Regions from separate parts of the Zea mays genome. Here region 2 is linked to region 1. The links are chromatin contacts, called in public Hi-C maps. All regions are on one chromosome and are shown on one strand. Each heading gives the region's core, a stretch centred on a gene start, on an enhancer-like site or on the middle of the called end of the contact. The rest is flanking DNA. Distances are from core to core; before and after follow the strand shown. Region 1 holds the start of LOC100283672 (calmodulin binding protein). Region 2 holds the start of LOC100285502 (small nuclear ribonucleoprotein F).

Region 1 (4,867 bases), core at 857-3,356:
AAGTCAGAGCCAAAAGGAATGATGCATTTGTGCTTGATGAATAGTTTCTACATAATGTTCTTACTACTCTACGAAGAATTGGTTCCAGTGATGAGCAGAGCCTCTGCAGACTATCCATCTTTAAAGCTTCAACAATAACACTGCAGGGTAGATAGAGAGATTATTTACAACTAGAATGTGATAGGTCATTATTTTGTTATTAATACGTTAAAATAAAACGCCAAACAAGCAAGAGAGCCAATTCTGTCAGCAACACAAAATCTTTATACATACAAGTGCAGCAACTATGGAAGGAAGATTGGATGTGCGTGAAGGAATCACTACTTAAAACGGTGGCCAACAATGATCAGTAACGCCTGTGAGCTGTGTTTTCCTTCTGAGGGGACATGGAACGTGCCTGTAGCATTTTCATGTTATGATTCATTGGTGTTGGAGCTGTTTTTGGCGTTTTATAATAGTTCAGAGGTGTTTTGAACGTTTCAGGATTGGGCATGCCGCGTATTAAGCCCTTTGTGCTAAGGTGTGTTGGTATTTTTCTTGTTTAGTTGCTAGCTGCGTAGTTGTACCTCTTAAACTTGATGTAACATTGTTGATGTGAAGTAATGAAATTCGGTTCTTTGTGCTATCAGAAGAAAATGTGCAACAACTATATTTTCTTAATCTGATTGTGTGGCAATCTGAATTCGAACTCAAATCCAAACAACAAAGGTATTCACTAAACCTATTAGTAGGTGATTCAGCAAGTCTCAAAAACATGAGAACGGTACATGTTCATAACGTGCATTTGCAAAGAGAATACAGGTATATCGTATATGCAACTGAATTATAACACTGGTTATTAGATTGATAACTCTATTCCTACTTACGGCTTTACAATAATTCATGTGTCCCTGAATCAATCTAGACTCATATCCATCAACACTGTATGTTTGCATAGGCTACCATGCTCTAATTTCACTTGAGATCTTTAGATACTCCTAGAAACGTAGACCAAACTTGGAGAAATTAAGTGACTTTAAACAGGTACCCAAATCTGTATTGAAAAGGAATTGTCGAATTGAACTTGAGTGGGCTGAGCATGCAGCCACTGAACTACACCCTTAACGAACCAAGCTGGGCTCGATTCCTTTGCTTATCTGGTAACACACATTCGACAGCGGTTACTTCAACTTTGAAATAAACAGGGGCATTACCTGATTTACCGAAACCCCAACGGCCAAAGCATTATTACTCGTGTCCAACTAACGGAACATTAGGTCGATGTTAACGGTACAAATACTTTCCATTTTGGACAAGGTGGCACTATGAATATTCCATGCTAGGGTACATGCTTTCATGAGTTGAGACTGTTACATAAAAAAACTAACACCAAGATCAATATTTCTTCCAAATTCTACGGTCCAGCCAACCAGTTTGCCATCATTCCAGCCAATTCTCCAACAACCTACACCAAACCCTAGCTTAAACGTTGATGTTAGCACAGACCAGTCACCGGTAGCTACTGAAGATGATATCAGCTCGAGTTCAGCTCACCCAAGACAAAGGAAACACGAAAAAAAACAAACGGGACCATTTCCACAGGTACTCACTACCACAACAGATAAGCTGAAACGTAATCCAGGCCCAAATTTCCGAATAGTATATAATACTGAAGTCACAAAGCTCCCAATAGCGTTCGGCGTTTTCCCCATTCGTGCAACTAATTCCACAGCTTGTCAAACAGAAAGCACATCACGAAGCTAAACACGCACAAAAGCGGAACCCCGAGAATTCCTCACCTGGCCAGTGCCGGAGGCCGCGACCTCTTGGCATCAGGACGTCCGTCGCCGGCGCCCCCGCCGGCGTCCTCGAGCCCACGCTTCTCCTTCATCGCTGGCACGAAGGCCCGGGCGAATCTGCACCGAATCCAATGAAACTCGCGTCAGATTCCGCCCCTCTAGGCCTCTACAATTCGGCGCGTGCGAAGAAGTAGTTGAGACGGGGGGTGGGAGACTGGAGAGGTCGCTCACCTGGTTCGGACGCCGGAATCGGAGACGGGACGAGGCCACGAGGGCCAGCCCAGATCGCGGACAAAAGGGAAGGGAAGCGACCGACCGCGCACACAGTTCGATGTGTGGTAGGGGAAATGAACCTATATACTATAGTATACATTACTGCCCGACACTTCGCACCCGGCCATCGACTCGTCCATCGCAAATCGATCACTGGCATTGGGCCCGGACATGGATTTTTACGCAGGTCCCACCCGACGTATATACGGTGTGTGAACGGGTATAGTGGCGGCGCGGGGCGAAACGAAAAAGCGGAAGCAGCACATTGCGGGCCCCCACAGTGACAGTGACGTCGTTATCTGGTTGGCTGACGTGGTCTCGGCGCACGCAAATATCGCAAGGGCAGGATAGCGCGGCGGAGCGGGCGCCCGGCGCCGCGACCGGTCCACGAACGGCGTGATCTTCTGGCGGGGGCAGGAGGAAAGGAGACAACGATTACCGCCATATGGAGCAGGCTGAAGAGCATAATAAACACGTGAATAGGGCCGGCCGTTTTTTAGAATTTGAACAGGGCACTCTATCCAAGAACATTTGAGAGAAGATTAATAATTATAATCTTTCTTAAGGCACATTATCCAAGACAGATAAAATAGAACGTTTGGATCTATATCACATAAAATTCGTCTGATCACCAGAATCTATAGTTAACAAACTCGGTCTAAAACCTTCTTTGGAATGCAGGAATTTCTGAGAAAACATACAGAAATTTTATAAGAATCATTTTATTTTCACAGTAAAAACACTGAAAACCGGAGAAACCCCGCATCCCAAATGGGGCCTAAGCTTGTGAGTGAAAATGAGAAAATAACAAGTTCTTTTTCTAAATTGACGCTTCATGTTTCATTATAGGGAAATGGTCATATTGTTGTTCGTGCTAGGAATCTATTTTTCACTGATAGAGTGATCTGGGAAAGGTATCTAATTGCATCAAGTCAAAATATATATCTATGAATATTGATCATTATTGGTTGTGTCTTGGAAAAAATATGCCATATGTACATGTTCGTATCTGTTGGTGTATCAGCCATATGTTGAGACATCTGGGAAGCAAGGAATAGAATGTGTTTTGAAAATGTATTGATTAATTCACCTAATGATATTATTTGACCCGCTTGTTCATTGATCACTTACTGGACAGGATTAAGCAAGAAAGAGCTTCAGGATTTGCTTCAAGAGGGAGCTAGGTTGTTGGTTCATGTTGCAAATGCAAAAGTGGATAATCTGATTGAAGGTGTTGTCAACACTGATGATGATGATGGTAATCCAACACAGGACGAGTGATTCAATGGCGGCACCATTTTCGGTAGGCTACATGTATCGATTGGATAGATGTTACTCGGCGCACTTTGTCATGGTGTTGAATGAGTTTTAGTTCAAACTTTGTGTCTGATGATTGGTTCTCCAACTTAAACTTTGTATGTGATTGGGAAGGTCCATGTTCTGGTGGGTAAACCTGAATCAGGTGAATGCCACTGGGAAAAATGTTATCCTCGTCTAGTTTCTATGATTTGCCATAAGTCTCTGATGTATCTGTCTATGTTGGCGGGTACATCCAAAACTTAGTTGTATTTCCTGTTATGAATATAATAGAAATGGGGAGGTCCTCTTTTAAAAATGAAAGGGAAATGTTTATTGTTATTCTAAAAAAAATTCTCACAAAGATAATACGCTTATACACACATGTATTGTATGCCACCTAGATAAATGAGGTAATTATTATTTTGATTAAGAAATAGAATGATTTCCTAGCATTGTACTATGTTTTTGTATAGCTAAAAATACCATCTTCTTGCATTTAGAGATATAATCCTATAATATCGAGTGCAATTTTATGATATTGAGATATGTAAGTGGTTTTCTTCGTAATAGAGAATATCATATGTAAAAATCTGTGATGGAGTTGGAAAATTCGTTTCTAGATAAAAAGGCTATCATAGTTAAAAATCTATGTAAAAATCTTGGACATTTACAACTCTATCATAGATAATGTCTTGGTCGTTTACAACTCTGTTAGAGATAGACTACAGTCAAACCAAGATTGATTTCTAACAAACTATGTTACTCCTTCTAACACTTCCCCTCGGTCAGAATTACCCATGCCGAGGTTGTACTAAAATTTTCTTAATCTTCTTACTTGTAACACTTTGTAAAGCTAGCAGCTATCTGGTCTCTTGATGAAACTATCTTGATTTGTAACAACTTGTTGGCTACTCTCTTGCACAAAATGATAGTCAATCTCAATGTGCTTAGTATGAGAGTGAAAATTCAGATTGTATGACATGTAGGTCACACCTAAGTTGTCATACCACAAACTCGATACTTCATGTTGAACTATTCCACGTTCCTTTATAATTGTTTCTACCCTAATTACTTCTATGGCAACATTTGCTAACTATTTGCACCCCACCTTAGTGCTAGATCAAAACATTGTCAACTACTTCTTAGCACTCTTGGAAACTAGATTCTCGACAAGACAATAGATGGCAAAACCTCATATTGACCTTCTATCATCAATACAACTAGCTCAATCTACATCAAAAAATGTTCTTACAAACATGATTTTTACACCAATAGTTCCTTATATATATATATACTCTTTTAGCAGTGACCATGTGTTTAGTTGTTGGCACATGTAGGTATTAGCAAACCTTGATCACCAAAAATGTAAGATATATATGGGCATGTTTGGTTCCCTACATAAATTGCCACACTTTGCCTAACTTTTCTGCCTAAGGTTAGTTATTCAATTCGGACGACTAACCTTAGGCAAAGTGTGGCAGATTTAACCGCGAACCAAACAGGCTTGTAAGGGTTAG
Region 2 (4,710 bases), core at 597-3,096, 190 kb before region 1:
CACTCGAGTGGATCCCACACCCGGCCCCGGATTGACTCGTCGTAAATACCCCACCGCATTACCTAGGCCTGGCACCAAGCCACAGCGCGGGCGCCGGTCCACTTCTCACTCATGACCTACAAACCCCTTGGGTCGCATATCACTCATGGCCTATGAACCCTCCAGACTACGGTGCATTTATGGTCTATGCACCCTCGGCCTGTGACACACTCATGACCTATCGGGCTAGCTATGAGTGCACAAACCACTGGCAGGGCACAACACGACGAACTATGTCGAGCTCCAGACTACGAAGGTCAAGGATCGCTATAGCCTAAATGATGGCACCAGGGGCCCATGCAGTCCGTGTCGTTCGCCATAGTAAATACGAGACAACTAGGTGGACCTGAGCCACTAGTACACATGGCTATACCCCGGTAAAAAATGCTTGGTTTTACCCTTGTCTTACAGCTTCCCAAGGAAGCTACCGCTTGCCAACCCCTCTCCCACCCTATAAAAGGGAAGGGTTGGCCCTAGGCAAGGGGACGAGGAGACGAAGTCGAGTTCACTTGGACATGCACTCACAAGAACGAACCCCAGATGGACAGACGAATAGGAGGAGGAGCGACGACGAGGACCAGGAGACCGGAGTCCAGCCGACAAGGCAAGACTTAGCTACGACTCCATTATGTAACTTCTAAGCTCCACTTTCACCCCCCGATAAAGAGACTTGTGAGCCTCTCCTCCCTCTCTTGCCCACCTGTAACTCCTATTGTGAGTTTTGATCATCAATGGTGCCTGTAGCGCAAGCCGTCGATGATTGGAAGTAGGGATGTTCTATACAAACCAGTATAAATCTTGCGCCCACCACACACACTCTCTAGAGTCCGGAACACACACAATATATTTACTTGTCGGAGCGAGGTTCGAAACACCTACACATGACCTTATAGTATATTTGATCATGGTTGCATTCATCCCTTGCCAGCAATAAAAGAGGTCCCTGAGGCCCTAGGGGTGGTGGTCCTGACCCTATAGTCTTTTATACCGAGATCTTTAAAATACGTATTAGCAAGCTATGACCTTTCTCGAACGTTGACATAATATTGTAATATTGAATTCCTCCTTATTTAGAGTGTCGTTTAAATAAAAAACACCATTTGTATCTTAAATCTGTATACTATATAAAGCAACAGTTTTCACGGTCGTCGTGCTCCTCCACATTAAATGGTAAAAAACTTAAATTATGCACAAATGAGATTCAGAATCATGGTTGCTAGCTCTAAACCCATGTTGACACCCATCTAGCCAATATTGCACATGTCTTTGTGTTTTATATTCTATACTTACAAATGGAATCATAACAACATACATACACTTTGCTAGTGCATTTTGAATGGACAGTCTTGTTTTCTCTGTTTAGCTAGCTAGATAGCTAGTGATAACATTTAGAGATCTAATTTAGAATATCGTAGGAGGATTTTTTTCTCACCATAATCTCAATTCTTATCAACCAAAAAGATATAAAAAGACTTTTGGAGTTGCTTTTATAGGTATTATTACATATTTTTCTAGGATAAAGGAACAATATAAGTCCATTTTTTTTAAAAAAATATAAATTTACTTTGTAGGAAATTTTATTTTCGTCCCAAAATGTACTCCTCTCGTCAATGGGGATAATGTCTTATTTATGAGTTCCTTTTGACGATGTTAAAATAAAAAAAAAATCAGAATACTTATCGACACTAAGACCCATAAAGTTGCTAACGGGCTGAGGCCTAAAAGGCCAAACCACTTTCCTGGTGGTGGTTCGTTTCTGATCTCTGAGAGTCCGCCCCCCTAAACACCGCTTGGGCTATCCCGAACCCTAACCCCGACCGCCGCGCCAGCTACTCCCGTTTCGTCCTCGCGGCATTCGCGGCGTTTTCTCCCTCTGCTCGAACCGCGCCGACGAGCGACGACAAGAACTGCTCTATTCTTCAAAACAAATGGCGGTAAGCTATTCTGACTTCCACCGGAATGCCCCTCTTCAGGCGATTTACAAACAGACCCGTTCGCAGCTCTTGTGTGATTTTGCGTCGTCGTCTGTTCTTTTATTTTCCACGCTTCCTATCTGTCAAGCGCCTTAAATCGACTAAAATTTCAAGCGACGGCAAGTTGGTGCTGCACCCCAAAGCTCACCACTTCCGGTACTAGGAGAATCTTTGGTAGGTAGGCCGGATTGGGACCGGCGGAGCCGCGGGGACACCGGACACGAGCAAGCGGCGGGAGGCGGGAGGCGGGTGAGCGCGGCCAACTGCCCCGTCGAGGGGTTTCTGCTGTAGTAGTAGGGAGGGCGTTCAAAGTTGAGACACCTAGGTTGAATTCCAGCTAGGTGAGGTGTGCGACTGGAGTAGACACCGATTTTGGTACATTTGATGGAATCAGCTGTGCGACTGGGAAGAGGGGAAATTATGGAAGAGTAATTTTGAAGGCTTATCAGTGTATATTTGAAGGGAATCAGCTGTGCGATTTTATTGACATGGAATTTTCTTTTTCTATTCAAAATTGAATAGGAAGGGGTTTCCTCTCCCATGGATGCCTCTAATTCCCTGGTCACCAAACTAGCCCTCAGAGGTTGTTTGGTTCCCTTGACTGAAGTTTAGTTCGTGTCACATGAAATATCAATTATGAGTAATAGGCTTAATTAGGTTTAATAAATTCGTCTCGTCTTTTAGTCTTCATCTATGTAATGAGTTTTATAATTAGATTATATTTAATACTCGTAATTATCATACAAACATTCGGTGTGACAGGGAGTAAACTTTAGTTGGGTGGAACCAAACACCCCCTTAATGTTAGGGCATGCTTGGACTGAACTTTTTTTGGGGGAGTGACTACCAAATTTTATATCTGAGTAGCCAAAAACCGGATGTGGAAACATGACAGGCCTTTCTGTCTCTTTTTATGGATGTCACTGCTTCTGATCTCAGTCATACCTATCAGAAGTTCAGGCCAGTGGTTTCACCTTTACCAGTACCACTGAAGTATCATATAATAGCTGCAGTTGTTTCTGCTAACTTAATCCAAAGGTAATTTTGCATTCCGGTTCTAAAATTGCTTGTGATCTCAACATCACATGAAAAAGCATCAAATTGTAATGAGCTAAGCAGGGCATAAGCTGTTAAGCTTGATTCCCAGTCTTGTTATTATATTGAATTGCTAAAGTTGCAGGTTAAATCTAATTTACAGTGAAATACTTGACTAGATAATCGGACAACTGCGTTTGTTCTAAATTATGGGTCTCACTGTCTCTTTCCAAGGTGACATAGATCATGAGATTTAAAATGTGGACCTGCTTATACATCTTGATGCTTAATATGTGCTGTATTATTGGTCTATTTTCAGTTAAACATTGAGCCACTGTGTGCATCGTGTTATGCATGTCATATCTTTGTGATGCTCTTTATGCACCATACTATTGTAATTTGTAAATGCCTTCCTTTCCAATTGAGAAGCTTTGTCTCACTGCAAAATGCTGGGGTAAGGCTTGCCTCGGTTATTCCTTACCCAAACCCTACTGGGTCTGTCCTTCCTTTCCAATTGATGGCAGAAAGTTATCATCTAGTTGACCAATGGACTTCAGTAATAATAAGCTACAGAGATCCAAAGAATGAAATGAGTCTTGTTATGTATGTTTGCAATCCATAATAAAGTATGGTCTTACGGTATATACTCACTTATCAGCTCTCGTTTTGTGCAGACCGTTCCAGTTAACCCAAAACCTTTTCTGAACAACCTGACAGGAAAGCCTGTTATTGTCAAACTCAAGTGGGGTATGGAGTACAAGGGTAAGTTATCTCCTTTTTGTTCAGTTTAAACCAGAACATTTTGTTTTCCAAATACTGCCGCTGCTCTTTATCAAACTGAAAATTATTATACATTCCCAGGTTATCTTGCTTCTGTGGACTCATATATGAATCTCCAGGTACTAATTTGGCAGTTTGGCTGTCATACTATAAGGGTGGTGGTGTATTGAATGCGTGAGATGAATAGCTAATCATCTATTGGGTACTGAATGACATACAAAATTCATTGCTGCCTCTTTTTTTTCTACTGCGTGCAGCTTGCCAACACTGAGGAGTACATTGATGGTCAATTCTCTGGAAACCTGGGAGAGATTCTGATCAGGTAATGTTTATTGTTCCCTTCTTTCAAGCTTATATCAAGTAACGTTGTTTTGTAATAAAGGTAGATATAATACTTGGAAAAGCTTGCATACATCGTGTCATCGTGCTGCCCTACTCTCCAACTACCGTTACTTAGACTTAGAAAGTACTGTGGTCTTGTTGACGAAGTTACATCTGAAGGAGGCTAGGGTTTCTTTAAAACCTAAATTGTTGTGAGCTTTTTAGAACTGGGATCTTCGATTGTATTTGATCAAACTAGGCCTGGTTGCATTGCATAATCATTTGGTTCTTGTATGATTAGTTTTTTTATGTTTGTACTTCTACATACAGGTGCAACAACGTCATGTATCTCCGAGGCGTTCCAGAGGATGCAGAGATAGAGGACGCAGAGTGAGAAGATGCGATCAATGTTAGATTGATAAATGTAATATGGTTCTGACATCTATGTTCGAATATGCCGGTGACAAGTAGATCTATCGGATCGCTTTGTTCTCTTGAGTGATGAAACATGATGGCGTCGGGCCAAGGGTGAAGCTGCTTTCAGTTAGACTATGCTGTCATT

Evidence for each region. A called contact is a pair of places that touch in the nucleus more often than the background predicts.
Region 2: a contact with region 1 is called in a Hi-C map of bundle sheath, with 2.2 times the contacts expected there. The contact joins the promoter of LOC100285502 here to the promoter of LOC100283672 in region 1. A contact is called at or near these places in 4 of 25 Hi-C or Micro-C datasets (bundle sheath, endosperm, leaf and 1 more).

Annotation. Positions count from the first base shown.
Region 1 is chr5:91,538,239-91,543,105 of Zm-B73-REFERENCE-NAM-5.0, forward strand. It overlaps LOC100283672 (calmodulin binding protein), which reads right to left and starts at 2,107. Exons shown (of 9, transcript NM_001156573.3): 1 at 2,010-2,107; 2 at 1,779-1,895; 3 at 65-140. The coding sequence starts at 1,870.
Region 2 is chr5:91,347,636-91,352,345 of Zm-B73-REFERENCE-NAM-5.0, forward strand. LOC100285502 (small nuclear ribonucleoprotein F) reads left to right here and starts at 1,847. Exons shown (of 5, transcript NM_001370715.1): 1 at 1,847-1,973; 2 at 3,722-3,809; 3 at 3,909-3,946; 4 at 4,085-4,149; 5 at 4,479-4,710. The coding sequence starts at 1,968. The coding sequence ends at 4,542.